Regions from separate parts of the Sus scrofa genome. Here all the other regions are linked to region 5. A link is a contact called in public HiChIP or PLAC-seq data. All regions are on one chromosome and are shown on one strand. Each heading gives the region's core, a stretch centred on a gene start, on an enhancer-like site or on the middle of the called end of the contact. The rest is flanking DNA. Distances are from core to core; before and after follow the strand shown.

Region 1 (2,700 bases), core at 97-2,596, 370 kb after region 5:
GATGTTCATTTGTGCTGGATATTAGATTCCAGTTATAAGTGATATCATATGGTATTTGTCTTTGTCTTTCTGGCTCATTTCACTCAGTATGAGATTCTCTAGTTCCATCCATGTTGCTGCAAATGGCATGATGTCATCCTTTTTTATGGCTGAGTAGTATTCCATCGTGTATATATACCACATCTTCCGAATCCAATCCTCTGTCGATGGACATTTGGATTGTTTCCATGTCCTGGCTATTGTGAATAGTGCTGCAATGAACATGCGGGTGCATGTGTCTCTTTTAAGTAGAGCTTTGTCCGGATAGATGCCCAAGAGTGGGATTGCAGGGTCATATGGAAGGTCTATGTATAGATTTCTAAGGTATCTCCAAACTGTTCTCCATAGTGGCTGTACCAGTTTACATTCCCACCAACAGTGCAGGAGGGTTCCCTTTTCTCCACAGCCCCTCCAGCACTTGTTATTTGTGGATTTATGAATGATGGCCATTCTGACTTGTCAAAATCCCTAGTCTTACACTGGGATCCTTCAGATAAGGTGTGGGAAAGAAAGTCCAGACTCACACCTTTGAATTTCTTTGCCATGCTGCTCAACATACACAATATAAAACATGTTTTAAGGGAGTTCCCATTGTGGCTCAGCAGGTTAAGAACCTGAGACAGTCTCCATGATGATGCTGGTTCTATCCCTGGCCTTGCTCAGTGGGTTAAGGATCTGGTGTCGTCACAAGCTTCAGCATTGCAGATGTCACTCAGATCCAGCATTGCTGGGGCTGTGGTGGAGGCCAGCAGCTCCAGCTCTGATTGGACCCCTCGCCTGGAAACATCCATATGCCACAGGTGCGGCCGTGTGAAAAAAAAAGAAAAAGGAAGTTTTAAAACTTAGCCCTTAGTAAGTGAAAGGGATGTGAGGTCTTTGGACTGTGAGAGCAGATGCTGATCATAACTGATTGATTTCAGGTTTGGAAGGAGCACCCAGGCAAGTCCTATGCTAACTCCGAGGACCAATTCCCTCTCTCCCCAGCTACCCTGGGGTCAGCTAGTATTGTCTTCATTGTCAGAAGGAACTGGTTGCTTGTGTTTTTTAAGGCCCAGTCCATATTTTGCCCTTGGCGAGTTCAGGTGGTGTGAAGTTTCTAAGCTAAGAACAACTCAGGAGTGAATATGGAAACATTTTCTTCAAAAAACTGAACAGCTGGATTCAATGTTCGCAAATACTCTGGCTAAAGGATTCATTATTTACATATTTGGTTTTGGAAAGAGACTTCAAAAGAGAGGTAGTAAAAACGGACAACCCGCGAGGATTTTTTAATTGAAGATTAGTAAGAGGGCGCCCTCTGCTGGCTAAACCTGTATAGCGATTAAGAGTTGATGTGCTTCCCTTAAGTTTTTACTGGTGTGGGCAAACGGATCGTTCACAGTTTGTTCATCATTTCAGCTAACAACTCAGATTCTTTTGGAACTGGTCTAGGGGACCTGTAATGCCCAGCCCCAATCACAGGTGTTTCTGTTTCAGTCTTTGGTGGTAGTCTTTCATATTTCTCAAACACAATAGCTCTAAGAATCAGCTCCAGCCAAAACCAGCCCCCAAATACCTACTGCATCTTAGCTCCTTTGTTTCCTTTCTATCTTTTGCCCTCCACCTCCCTTCCTCCTCTCTGCCAGCAAAATAAAATACAGCAAATCTTTGCTCAAAAGAAAGAGCTCCTGATGGAAAGTGAGAAGGAGGGAACAAAACCCTTATCTCTAGCGTATCTTCACCTGGCTGGTGAAGCCTGGGCCCCAGGCTTGGGTTAGGTACTCAAGAAGAGCTGTGAATCCCATTAGCATCTAGTGATGGATTCTGGAACAGGCACCGTGGGAATAGACGATTTGGTGAATGGGAGACCTGAGGCTGCAGAACCGAAGCGGTGGTTACATGGGAGGAGAAAGGGGAATGTATCTGTGAGACTTTTTGTTTGTCAACAATAAGTGTCAGGCTCTGGGTGACACCTGGGACATGCTAATTCTGTTTCTTGCTTTTCCTCTCTACAATTTTTTTTTTTTTTTTGGTCTTTTTTGGCTGCACCCTCAGCATATGGAAATTCCCAGACTAGGGGTCAAAAGGGAGTTGCAGCTGCTGGCCTATGCTACAGCCACAGCAATGCGAGATCAGAGCCTGTGACCCACACTGCAGCATGTGGCAATGCTGGATCTTTAACCCACTAAGTGAGGCCAGGGATCGAACTTGCATCCTCATGGAGACTCTGTCCCGTCCTTAACCCACAGAACCACAATGGGAACAACATTTCACCTGCTTTTCTAAGGCCCCCACTCCTCTCTGCTGCACACAGAGAACCCAGGCCCATCAGCATGGCCACGAGGCAGCTTCTCTTGACCAGTCCTGGGTAAACTTTCTTCTACTCACCTTATTTCTTCTGTTTATGCCTTATTAGGGCACTAACAAATCACTTGACTCACAGATTTACCAAAAGACATTTGTAGGCTTTTATTCTTCTCTAAAATGCCTCCTGACCTTGGCATTTCTATGCTGCTTGATAGTGTTGAGTATTTTTCATGGATGCCTTAAGTTTCCATTTGTTAGACATTGCCTTGTACTTATTTGAAATCTCTCCCTCAGCATAATACAGTATCTTTTATTGGAAATATACTCCCTTAACAGAATAAATCTGTATAAATTAGAAGTTTGGGGCATTCCCTG
Region 2 (2,700 bases), core at 189-2,688, 290 kb after region 5:
ATAACTCAATTAGGGTTGATGGAGAGTTTTTAAGCAATACTTTTATTTATTTTTTTTTGGAAGGTCACCCCCCACCTGGCCTTTTTAGGGCCACACCTGCTGCATATGGAAATCCCAGGCTAGGGGTCGAATCAGAGCTGCAGCTGCCAGCCTATGTCACAGCCACAGCAACACAGGATTGGAGCTGCATCTGTGACCTACACCACAGCTCATGGCAACACCAGATCCTTAACCCACTGAGCGAGGCCAGGGATCAAACACCCACCCTCATGAATACTAGTTAGGTTCATTAACCACTGAACCACAACGGGAACTCCTAAAGCAATATTTTTAAAGAGGCTTATTCTAGTAAGTCAGACAGAAAAAGATAAATATGTGAAATTGTTTATATGAAGAACCTAAAAAAAAGAAACGAATGAAATTATTTACAAAACAGAAACAGGCTCACACAGAAAATAAATGCATGGTTACCAAATGGGAAAGGAGTGGGAGGGATAAATTAGGAGTTTGGGATTAACACATGCACACTACTATATATAAAGTAGTTAACCACGAAGGCCCTACTGTAGAGCACAGAGAACTGAACTCGATGTTCTACAATAACCTAGATGGGAAAAGAATCTGAAAAAGAATATATATCTGAAGCTCTTTGCTGTATATCTGAAACTAACACAACATTGTAACTCGACTATCCTTCAATTAAAATAATAATGATAATAGTAATAATAAGAGGCTTCTTCTGAGAATGAAGACAGAGCTTTTGAACATAAGTGTTCAGCTGAGCAAAAAGTTCAGAATGGCCCAGATTAAAGGGTCTCAAAAATTAGAGGGTCTGATGGAAATGAGATGGGCCAAAAATGAATTTAACCTAAAATAAACGTAACTGTCTGTTTACCAGAACACAGGAACCTTTAGGCAAAGTCTAAATTACACTGCTATGGAAAGTCCATGAATTCTCAGAGTCAAATAATAAATGGAGAAAAGAGAGGCCCTGGTAAGTGTGGATGGCACAACTGTGAGTTTGGTGACATGTTGGGGTTTTGGGAAAATCCTACCATTTGTAAAATGGGTTTAAAATAATATTTTGACTAGTGATTTCATGCCTCTAAAGGGTGTTTGTTATTTGGAATTTTTTCTGATGTTCAGATGCTTTATGTTTTGTTTTGGTTTTGGTCACACCCACAGCATGTGGAAGTTCCTGGGCCAAGGAACCATAGCAGTGACCCAAGCTGCTGCAATGACAATGCGGGATCCTTAACCCGCTGCACCGCAAGAGAACTCCAGATGATTGGTGTTCTGAACACACTGATTCCTTAGTCCATAGCTGCTTCTGGTGCTCAGCGATTTCCACTATCTTGTTGCTATGAGACAAGACCTCCTGGAAACCTCAGGTATGAACAGATGGACTCTGCCTGCTGGCCACAGTGCCACCACGCGGTCGCTCTGCGAACAGCTGGACGAAGTCTGTTTCCATGGCTCTCACGTCACAGCCCTCTAAGGCTGTCTCTGTTCCAGAGGAATCAGCAAGTTCACTGAACAGTGGGGAAAGGTTTATTCTCTTCAAATTCTTCTGAACACAGTGAGGATTTTTCTTTACCCTCCAATCAATGAATCATGCCGCAACCAGCAGAATGACAGAGTTAAAGAATGCTGGACTGGTTGGTAGAAGGCATTTTATGTGACCCCCTAATATGACCTCTTGGACTTAATTTCCTCTACCAAACAATGAGGGGTTTGCTTGGGTTAGGTCTCCCAGCATCTCGCCTCTTGCCCTTCTCAGTCTAATTCTTTGCTTCTTTTACACATGGTTCTTAGAGAAGAGCGTAACCTTGAGCTGGTCCTGGCCCAGCAACTCCAACACAACTTGCTTCTGTTGCTTCAAAGTGAGTCTGGCAGGTGGCAGCAAGACTGGGGAGGCAGACGGTGCGGGGAGGTGAAGCAAAGCCCTGTGTCCACCAGAAGAGGCAAATTGCCACCCTTATCTGGCAAATGACTGCTCCCCACAAGCTTGGGGGAGGACCCTGGGGGTAATGTAGTCCTTGCTGAGAGCTCTGGCCCAGGCATCAGCTCCAGGCATCTTGGGGAGACCTGTGATGGAAGGTCCATGGGGAAGTGCATCCAAAAGGATGTGCTGATGAGCTTTGAGCAACAGGCTGGTGGGATCAGCATTTTTCGCTGAAGATTAGAAAAGGGAAAATTCAAATGCCACCTCAAAGGCTGCATGCCTATGCCCTCCTCTGAAGATCTAGGGGCATCTAGAGCTAGGTAGGGTAGTTGCTCTCCTCTGAACCCTGCTCCCCACTGTTAGCTTGTTTTTCTTTTTTGGCCGCTTCCATGGCACATGGAAATTCCCAGGCCAGGGACTGAATCTGAGGCTTGCTGCAGCAACACTGGATCCTTAACTCACTGTGCCCAGCTGGGAATCAAACCAGTGTCCCCAAAGAGACAAGCCAGAGCATCAACCCACTGTGCCAACAGCAGGAACTCCCCATTACCTTTCTTGAACTCCTGTTTGGAGGCTACATGAATCCACATTAGGATGCACCTCACTGTGTGCCTAATAAGAAGATTGGAGTCGTTTTCTTATTCCCCTCCAGCAGCCTGCCTCCCTGGGACCTAACTCTGGTGCTCAGCAGGTAAGTGTGAGTTACAGTGAATTGTATTCTTGTATTGCTAAGACTTAAGCAAATCGTCACCAGT
Region 3 (2,749 bases), core at 139-2,638, 280 kb after region 5:
CTTCAAATGTTTGGAGTCACCTGGACCCTGACTTTCTCTATGAAAAAATTTTTAATTACTTTTCCAGTTTCTTTGTTATAGGTCCTTTTAGATTTTCTATTTCTTCTTGAGTCAGTCTTACTACTTTGTGACTTTCCAGAAATTTGTCAATTTCAACCACGTTATCTAGTTTTGGGGCATGTAATTTTTCATAGTATTCCCATATAACCATTTTTACTTTGGTGAAGTTAATAGTGATGACTTCTCTCTCAGTCTTGATTTTAGAGTTTTGAATGTTTTCTCTTGGTCAGTCTAGGTGAAAGTTTGTCAATTTTTTTGGTCTCTCAGAAGAACCAGGTGGTGTTTTTTTTTTTTTCCTGTTGTTTTTCTAGTCTCTGTTTCATTTATCTCTACTCTAATATTATTTCTTTCATCTACTTGCTTTGGGTTTAATTTGCTCTTTTTTCCCCTAGTTTCTTAAAGTAGAAAATTAGGTTATTGGTTTTAAAATATTACTTCTTTCTTTATTTAGATGTTTATAGCTCCTGGGCACTGCTTTAGCTTTATCTCATAAAGTTTTGGTATGTTTTCCTTTTCCTTCATCTTAAAGTATTTTTTAAATTTCCCTTATGAGCTCTTCTATGACTCATTGGTTATTTAGGAATGTCTTTTTTTTAATCTGTCATATTTATTAAATACTTATTGTGTACTAAGATAAAATATATGTGACCAAGTCCCTGGTGCTTACTTTCTGAAAATCATGATCTGTAGTTTTTAACTTATTTCAAAGGAGAAAGTGTTAAAAAAGTTAGCAGAAAAGTAGATTTTCATTCTTACTTGCTTATGATAAATAGACTTTAACATTTTTAATATCTAATGAAGACAGACTTAGTATTACAGAGGCCCTACTGAAATCTAACATCTCTAATATCCTACCTTTGTGAAGTACGTTCTCTGTGCAGGGCAAGACAAAATCAATGGCTGGCAGGTTTCTTTTCTTAGCAGTTGGGGTTAGGTGGACAGGCCTTGTGTTTCCCTTTGTACCTTTGGTCCCCAGCTCACAAGTGTGTTTTGGGGAGGAACAGGAGGTAACATGGATAGCCAATAAAGAGGTACATTGTTGTAAAAATAGCTGTTTAAAATTTCATATCGCTTTATGTCAGGAGAAATAAAATTAGAACAGAAAATAAATTTGGGGGTTATTTTCATAGTTTTCTTTGGAGTTTGTGTTGGTGCATAAAAATCAGTACTTTTCTTTAGCTACAATAATGTGCTTCCTCACAGAAGACATAGGAGAGCGGGGGGGGGGGGTGAAAAAGAAAATGTGGTTATTACCGAGTTTGTGAAAATTTTAAGAAACACTGGTAAGACTTAACTTGTGGCTCAGAGATCTTTAAGGAATTTGTGAGGTTGATTTCAGTTTTAGTTTCTGGTTCTTAATTTCTAATTAACTTCCCTTATCTGTCCCCCAGTCTTTATGGCTTATGAAATATATAAAATTCATTTGTTAGGACAACTTAGTATACTAAGCTACATTTGTATAATACTCTCTTTCTTTTTACAAAGTGCTTTCATACATTATTTTACCTAAGATTTACAGAAATGCTGTGATGTGCTTGACTCTTGGAAACCGGTACACTAATCAGATTTTAGCTAGCACCAGAAGCCAAAAATTCAGTTTATTACTGAGGAAATATTAAGCTAGAGTAGTGGTGGTTTTAAATGTAATTTTACAGATGACATAAAATGAAAGAGCCCTGGGTTGCCTTCCTACTTTAAAAAAAAAGTAATAAAACACTTCCAATTTAAGTATTTTGCTACCATGAAAACTAAACAAAGGGTTATAACTTTTATTTGATTTTTATGACTATGCTAGGTTTGTATAAAAAAATCAATGAAATCTTTGAAGTACACTGTGTCCTCTCACTGGCTTCTGAAAGGCAGCCATTCCTGAATTCCATTCCTGAATTAATTAAAAGCAGCAGTATATGAGATATTAGATTATAGCAGGGTGTGATTGATGACTCATTTTAATGCCTAAAGAATAGATGTGATTACTGTTTATTTCACTATAGACATGAGTTTAGACATGACTGTACTTGAAGCAGCGCAGTCACACACAGATTGCTAGGGATGGAATTGTTTGCCAAAGAAATTTCTGGCCTTTCCCTTTCCACATAAGGTTTTTTTGAAGAAAGGAACTGGGACAAGAGATCTGTCATGTAGTTAAGGTGACAAGAAATCTTATTAAATTTCAGTCTGGTTTGACAGTTGCTTGTCCTTACGATTTTTTGAAAGTGGAATTTAGTTTCACAAAAACTATGTGGAAACCAAGCCAGAGATAAGGATTCTTCCCTGATGCAGGTTAGGTAAATATAGTGCTTCTTAAAAACTACGTCAGTAGCAAATACACTTTATTCTAATGTAGGGTGATTTCAAAATATTTTATTACAATTTTACAGTTGATGTAATGTAAGGATAATTTAAAATTTAGTCCATGGTAATATTTGGTCCACTAGTCATCCTACAATTGCTAATTATATATTCGACTCTGAAGAAAAGTTTCTTGAGGTGTATATTATTATTTGGGGGGGAAATGTGATGATGCAGAATAGGAAAGCTTTAAAATACCAGTTTTTGAAAAGTTGCAACTAATTTGGGAATAGTACTCAAGTAGCTAGCGTTTAAGATGGTGGTGTAAAGAAAAGATATTTTCTCAGAGCCTCAGAGTATTCGATCTCATTTCAGAACCCCCTTAAAATGCTAGATG
Region 4 (2,700 bases), core at 129-2,628, 460 kb before region 5:
ATGGATCACTGAGGATGATGAGTGAGAATTACCTGCTCCCCCCCCACCACTTTCATCTCCCTAACTTCTCTTATCATCATCCATGGGCTTAGAGAAAGCATGAATGGGGAAATGTGATCCTGGGGTGTGAGAGAAACTTGATCTTAGCCTGTGCTCTGCCCTGGAAATTTCCTAGTCAAACCCCAAGACTTTAACCAAAGGCAGAGTTTTGTTTTTTAGGGTCTACTAGTTAATCATTATATATTGTGATTAAATTGGGTCCAAAAAAAAAATTTTTTTTTTGCTTTTGACTATTTAGGGCTGCACCTGTGGCAAAGAGAAGTTCTCAGGTTAGGAGTGGAATCAGAGCTGCAGCTGCCGGCCTACACCCCAGCCACAGCAACGCAGGATCTGAGCCACATCTGTGACCTACACCATAGCTCATGGCAACACCAGATCTCCGACCCACTGAGCAAGGCCAGGGATCGAACCCACATCCTCATGGATACTAGTCGGATATGTCTGCTCCGCCACAACGGGAGCTCCAATTGGGTCAAATGTGGGTGAATTTTGGAGACACTTTTCTAATGAGAAAAGAAGCTGAGAAAAGAAATCAGCCCTTTTTTGTGACCATCACATTCACAGTCCTAATTTGTGGGGGACTCTTTGGTAGTGAGAAGAAGGGCTGGTTTGTATCTAGAAGAGGTCTACAGAGAGAAGGGTTTGGGATCAGAAAGTACTTTCAGAATGAGGTCCCAACCAGACCTGGGTCTTCCCACTGACCGATTACTTGCGGCTTTTCCTCTCTCTTCCTTGTGTGTTTCTCTCCCATATCAAGACCTTCAGACCAAGGGCAATGTGGATTATTTCCCAGTTTTCCAGCTGGGCCGTTCACCAAGAACAAACCCAGACATCAAGGCCAGACCGAAAAAAAAAAAAAAAACTTCTTGTTTTAGACAGAAGACTCCTACATCTGGGGGATTTAATGCACCCACTGTCCTCTCAGTGCACTTCCTGTGTCCGGAGCTTCTCTGCCTGCCGCCTCTGGTCTCATAAGTTTCCATACCCCGCTGCCAACTTATAATAACAGAGGCAGCAGGGCAGCAACGTCAGAATCCACTCCAAACGTGGGCACGTGCTTTGCAACCTGAAACAAAGCTTGGAAGGGCTCAAGGCAGACCTTTCGGCCTTGACAGTGGTTGTGCCCAGACCACCAGGAGCCTGGAATTAAATACCCTTAGATCCAGTTCTCTGCCATTAATGTTATCAGCTTCATCAAGTACTTCCTCTTTCAGTGGTGTCTGCCGAGAAATAAATAAATCAAGCTCCTCCGAGTCCTGTTCCTGCCCAGATCCTGAGTCAGAAGTAAGATCTGAGCTGGATTGTCCAGAGCACTATCTCCCTCCGTCATTGTTCCCAAAATCTAGGCAGGAACAGAGAGTGAAATTTCTCCAGGACATTACATCAGTTCCTCTTTTCCCCTTAGCATGAAAGTTCTTCCTCTCGCAGCCCTCCCCGACTTCCTAAGGCTTGTCCTGAGTGCACACCCATCCACTGAGCCTTGAAACCCAGGACATCAAAGAAAGCCTGCAGGTAACCAGACGACTGGCCACCGCCTGTGTCCGTTTGGAAATTTGTAAGACAGGAAATGGATTCGGGAAATGGGATTTTGAAATACATCGTCTTCATCATCCTTGAGTGTTTTTAAACCTGAATAAGTTTAATGAAAGGGAGACGTTCTGTAAATGGCATTTAGAAGAAAATATATGAAACTTCAAAATGCAGCTGTCTTAAATATGGCTTCCCGTGATCATATTCGGTGACAAATGAGACGTGAACCATGGACAAAAGATAAATTCATTTTTGTGGAGGGCAGAATTGATCCATATTAGCTCTGAAAAGAAAACGTGCCTCATCCCTGAGAGATCACAGATCATGTCTATCATACTAATTATCGCAGCTATTAAATAAGTTAATTCCACGGGCCCAATCGGTACCCTGTAAGTATTTACTTGCACTGAGGTTAAAGTGAGGAAGTTGGTACTTGTCATCCCAACCTGTATCTTGCAAGGTTGAGTACTTTAAATCCCTTTATAAAATTATAATCAGAGATCCTTCACATCTCCTGAAAACGAATAGCACCTCAGTATCATCAGCTATTTTATGAATGTGCACATTTTTCCAACAGTCTCATAAGAGTTTTTATAGTTGATTTGAATCACAACCCAAGCAAGTCTGTCTGTACTTTGCAGATGGTTTGATGTGTCTCTTAAGTCTTTCTTTTTTCTTTTTAGGGCCGCACCCTCAGCACATGGAAGTTCACAGGCTAGGTAGCAATCAGAGCTGCAGCTGCCAGCCTACACCACAGCCACAGCAATGCCAGATCCTTAACCCACTGAGCAGGGCCAGGGATCAAACCCACATCCTCATGGTTACTAGTCAGGTTAGTTTCCACTGAGTCACAGTGGGAACTCCTCTTAAGTATTTTTTAATCTATATATAGGTCTCCATTTCTATCTTTCTAGTGCGTATGCTTGCACACTCTCTCTCTCTTTGCTAGCTGTTTAAGAAAGAAGGTGGCCATGTTAATGTAACTTTTCCCCTGTATATGGTATAACCTTTTTTCCCCCCTCTGGTTGCTTTCAAGATTTTCTCTTTATCTTTGGTTTTTAGCAGTTTGACTGTGTGCCTGGATGTAGCTTTCACTGTATTTATCTTGCA
Region 5 (2,700 bases), core at 181-2,680:
TCCTTAACCCAGTGAGCCAGGCCAGGGATCAAACCCAGAGTCCTCATGGATACCAGTCCAGTTTGTTACTGCCAAGCCATAACAGGAACTCCTAAACTAATATCTTTTAAATGAATTTAAAAAGTGCCGTTTTCATTTTTCTACTAATTAAATGATAAACAGTTTCTCACCAATAGATGTTTCTTTGGTACAGATTTTATGGAGATAGAATTACTGGATTATATTACCCATAACTTCTTCAATATTCTTTAATTGCGAAACAGATGATACACGTGGGGACTACACACTGACAGTGGAAGAAAGGACACAATGAAGACAGTGAGAAGGGATCATAGAAGCGGATGTGATGGTCCAACTTCCACCTGATGGGAGCTCTTGAAGGAGAAACAAACCTTTCCAATTGGAAACTCAGACTGGGATGTCCATTTCCTGTTGGCTACATCCCTGGGTGTCTAACACACTCTGCTATGTTCTGGGTGATGAAAAAAGGGCAACAGTGGGAAGCTACATCCACATGACACAGTAGGTCCCCAATGCTTTTAGCCAAGAATATATACAGACGTGAAGGGGCCACAGTCGGGGCAGCCACTCCGGCCACCAGGAAGCCCAGAAAGGGCAGGAGAAGAACAAGACTCTTTCCACACGCGGTAAGATTTCAGGTTCTGAGAAGCCTAATTTGTTCTGTGCCATGGTCTTTTTAAAAAATTATGATTTTAAAAAAGTTTTGGGAGTTCCAGTCATGGCTCAGCAGTTAACGAATCCAGCGAGCATCCAGGGGGATGTTGGTTCGCTCCCTGGACTCACTCAGTGGGTTGGGGATCCAACATTGCCATGAGCTGTGGTGTAGGTCGCAGACGTGGCTTGGATTCTGCATTGCTGTGGCTGTGGCAGTAGGCCAGCACTACAGCTCAGATTCGAGCCCTAGCCTGGGAGCCTCCATGTGCCGTGGGTGTGGCCCTAAAAGGACAAAAACAACAACAAAAAATTGTGATAAAATATACCACACACCATCTACCACTTTAACCCCTTTGAAGAGTAAAGTTCACGGGCACTGAGAATATTCACATAGTTGTGCAGCCATCGCCATCCTCCATCTCCAGAACTTTTTCATCTGGCAAAACTGAAACCCTGTCCCTTGGCTGCCAATCATTTTATACATGGGCTTGTATCCCTGTTTAGGAAGAATTTACACAAGCAATCCGTGCTTTATGCTCCTATTTTAAGGGAATGTTTGCTACATCAGGTTTTCCTGGTTCATGAACAAAACTCAGACACAGCCTCGCCAGGGGACAAAGCTGAATCCGTGTCCAGCGCCCTGGGCAGCATCCTGGCCCAGAGAACCCCGCTTGCACCCTCCCTCCCAGCCCTAAACTGCTTCTCCGCAAATCTTCCCCAGTAGAGGGCGCTGTCATCCTCTAGACGCTCTAGCCAAAAACTCAAACTCGCTTCGCTAGTCTCTTGACCTTGCTCCCCACATCTAAGCCTCTCAGCAAGCCCTGTCAACTGCTACTTGGAAACAGCCCAAATGTTTACTTCCCTCCACCTCATCCCTGGTCCCCAAGGCCACCTCCCTTCACTTGGATCTCATCCTACCCACTTGTCCCCTGGCTGCTTGTTGCATCATTGTCCATTCCCAATAGAGCGGTCATGGTGAGCTTTGAGAAATCACCTTTAAAACACCACGGTACATGCCTGCTGAAATCTTCCAATGGCTTCCCATCGCCCACCTAAAATAAAATCGCCTTATGCCATACAAAGGCTGATGTGATGGTTGCTTTTCTTACTGCCTGCATATCACTCTGTACATGGTTCACTATGAGTCAGCCAGCTGAGATTGGAGGGTTTCCAAAACCACTATGCCTCAGGATATTGGAATAGGCTGTTCCCTCTGCCTGGAGGGTCCTTCCACAATCTTCTCACATCTGGCTCAGATCTCAGTTTAGGGGTTTCCTCTTCACAGATGGTTGCATTGATCACCTAATCCAGAACGTCCACTCAGCGATGATCTATTATCTTGTCTGAGCTCAATTAGCTTCATAGCCCTGGTAACTCTATTTTTTGATTGTTTATTAAGGTTACCGTCTCGTTCTCCTAAAATAGCAATTTCAGAGGTGAGAACCTTGTTTTTCATGCTCAGTGTCGTACTTTTGTATTCTTAGAGTGTAAAAAGTGATTGGTGGATAGGAGATGCGAAATAAAATTTGTTGCGTATTGAATAAATGAACAAAGAGAACAGTATTAATACCTAAGGGCATTGACAACAAAAACTTCCTAAAATTTAAAGGAAATTCGGCACCTGAAAGCATTTCCTCCTGAAAAATTAACAAGCCAACATCTCACCAAGACTTATCCAAATAATCATATTATTTTTACTTATCTTCTGTATTCTGAGCAAATATGTAACTTCCAAGTACGGAGACTATATTTCCAGTGCTCTGCACAGATTTGACATATGGAAGATTCTCAATGAATACTTTTTTTTTTTTTTTTTGCTTTTTAGGGCTGCACTAGCAGCATGTGGAGGTTCCCAGGCTAGGGGTCTAATCAGAGCTACAGCTGCCAGCCTACACCACAGCTACAACAACGTGGGATCCAAGCCACACCTGTGACCCACATCACAGCTCACGGCAACACCAGATCCTTAACCCACTGATCGAGGCCAGGGATCGAACCCACAACCTCCTGGTTCCTAGTCAGATT

The links. HiChIP or PLAC-seq counts read pairs in DNA pulled down with a chosen protein or histone mark.
Region 1: a contact with region 5 is called in an H3K27ac HiChIP or PLAC-seq map of alveolar macrophages. The contact joins two enhancer-like sites. A contact is called at or near these places in 1 of 5 promoter capture datasets (liver), 1 of 47 Hi-C or Micro-C datasets (embryonic fibroblasts) and 2 of 2 datasets of contacts at active chromatin or transcription factors (alveolar macrophages and skeletal muscle).
Region 2: an H3K27ac HiChIP or PLAC-seq map of alveolar macrophages shows a contact between it and region 5. The contact joins two enhancer-like sites. A contact is called at or near these places in 2 of 5 promoter capture datasets (fetal liver and liver), 1 of 47 Hi-C or Micro-C datasets (embryonic fibroblasts) and 2 of 2 datasets of contacts at active chromatin or transcription factors (alveolar macrophages and skeletal muscle).
Region 3: an H3K27ac HiChIP or PLAC-seq map of alveolar macrophages shows a contact between it and region 5. The contact joins two enhancer-like sites. A contact is called at or near these places in 1 of 5 promoter capture datasets (liver) and 1 of 2 datasets of contacts at active chromatin or transcription factors (alveolar macrophages).
Region 4: a contact with region 5 is called in an H3K27ac HiChIP or PLAC-seq map of alveolar macrophages. The contact joins two enhancer-like sites. A contact is called at or near these places in 1 of 5 promoter capture datasets (fetal skeletal muscle), 1 of 47 Hi-C or Micro-C datasets (epiblast stem cells) and 1 of 2 datasets of contacts at active chromatin or transcription factors (alveolar macrophages).

What each region holds. Positions count from the first base shown.
Region 1 is chr5:59,715,612-59,718,311 of Sscrofa11.1, reverse strand. The region is part of intron 1 of LOC110260737 (a long non-coding RNA gene); the gene reads left to right. Among named protein-coding and RNA genes, the nearest start is that of CDKN1B, 19 kb to the left of the region's middle. Within about 2 kb of position 1,346, at least 6 of the 83 cell types and tissues checked have an H3K27ac peak or open chromatin away from gene starts, as enhancers often do. A contact at or near this core is called in alveolar macrophages, where this site is marked.
Region 2 is chr5:59,794,884-59,797,583 of Sscrofa11.1, reverse strand. No RefSeq gene overlaps it. Among named protein-coding and RNA genes, the nearest start is that of CREBL2, 35 kb to the left of the region's middle. Within about 2 kb of position 1,438, at least 6 of the 83 cell types and tissues checked have an H3K27ac peak or open chromatin away from gene starts, as enhancers often do. A contact at or near this core is called in alveolar macrophages, where this site is marked.
Region 3 is chr5:59,813,885-59,816,633 of Sscrofa11.1, reverse strand. The region is part of intron 1 of CREBL2 (cAMP-responsive element-binding protein-like 2); the gene reads left to right. Among named protein-coding and RNA genes, the nearest start is that of CREBL2, 16 kb to the left of the region's middle. Within about 2 kb of position 1,388, at least 2 of the 83 cell types and tissues checked have an H3K27ac peak or open chromatin away from gene starts, as enhancers often do. A contact at or near this core is called in alveolar macrophages, where this site is marked.
Region 4 is chr5:60,551,624-60,554,323 of Sscrofa11.1, reverse strand. The region is part of intron 4 of ETV6 (transcription factor ETV6); the gene reads left to right. Among named protein-coding and RNA genes, the nearest start is that of BCL2L14, 200 kb to the right of the region's middle. Within about 2 kb of position 1,378, at least 26 of the 83 cell types and tissues checked have an H3K27ac peak or open chromatin away from gene starts, as enhancers often do. A contact at or near this core is called in alveolar macrophages, where this site is marked.
Region 5 is chr5:60,089,716-60,092,415 of Sscrofa11.1, reverse strand. All of the region lies in intron 4 of MANSC1 (MANSC domain-containing protein 1), which reads right to left. Among named protein-coding and RNA genes, the nearest start is that of MANSC1, 8.7 kb to the right of the region's middle. Within about 2 kb of position 1,430, at least 12 of the 83 cell types and tissues checked have an H3K27ac peak or open chromatin away from gene starts, as enhancers often do. A contact at or near this core is called in alveolar macrophages, where this site is marked.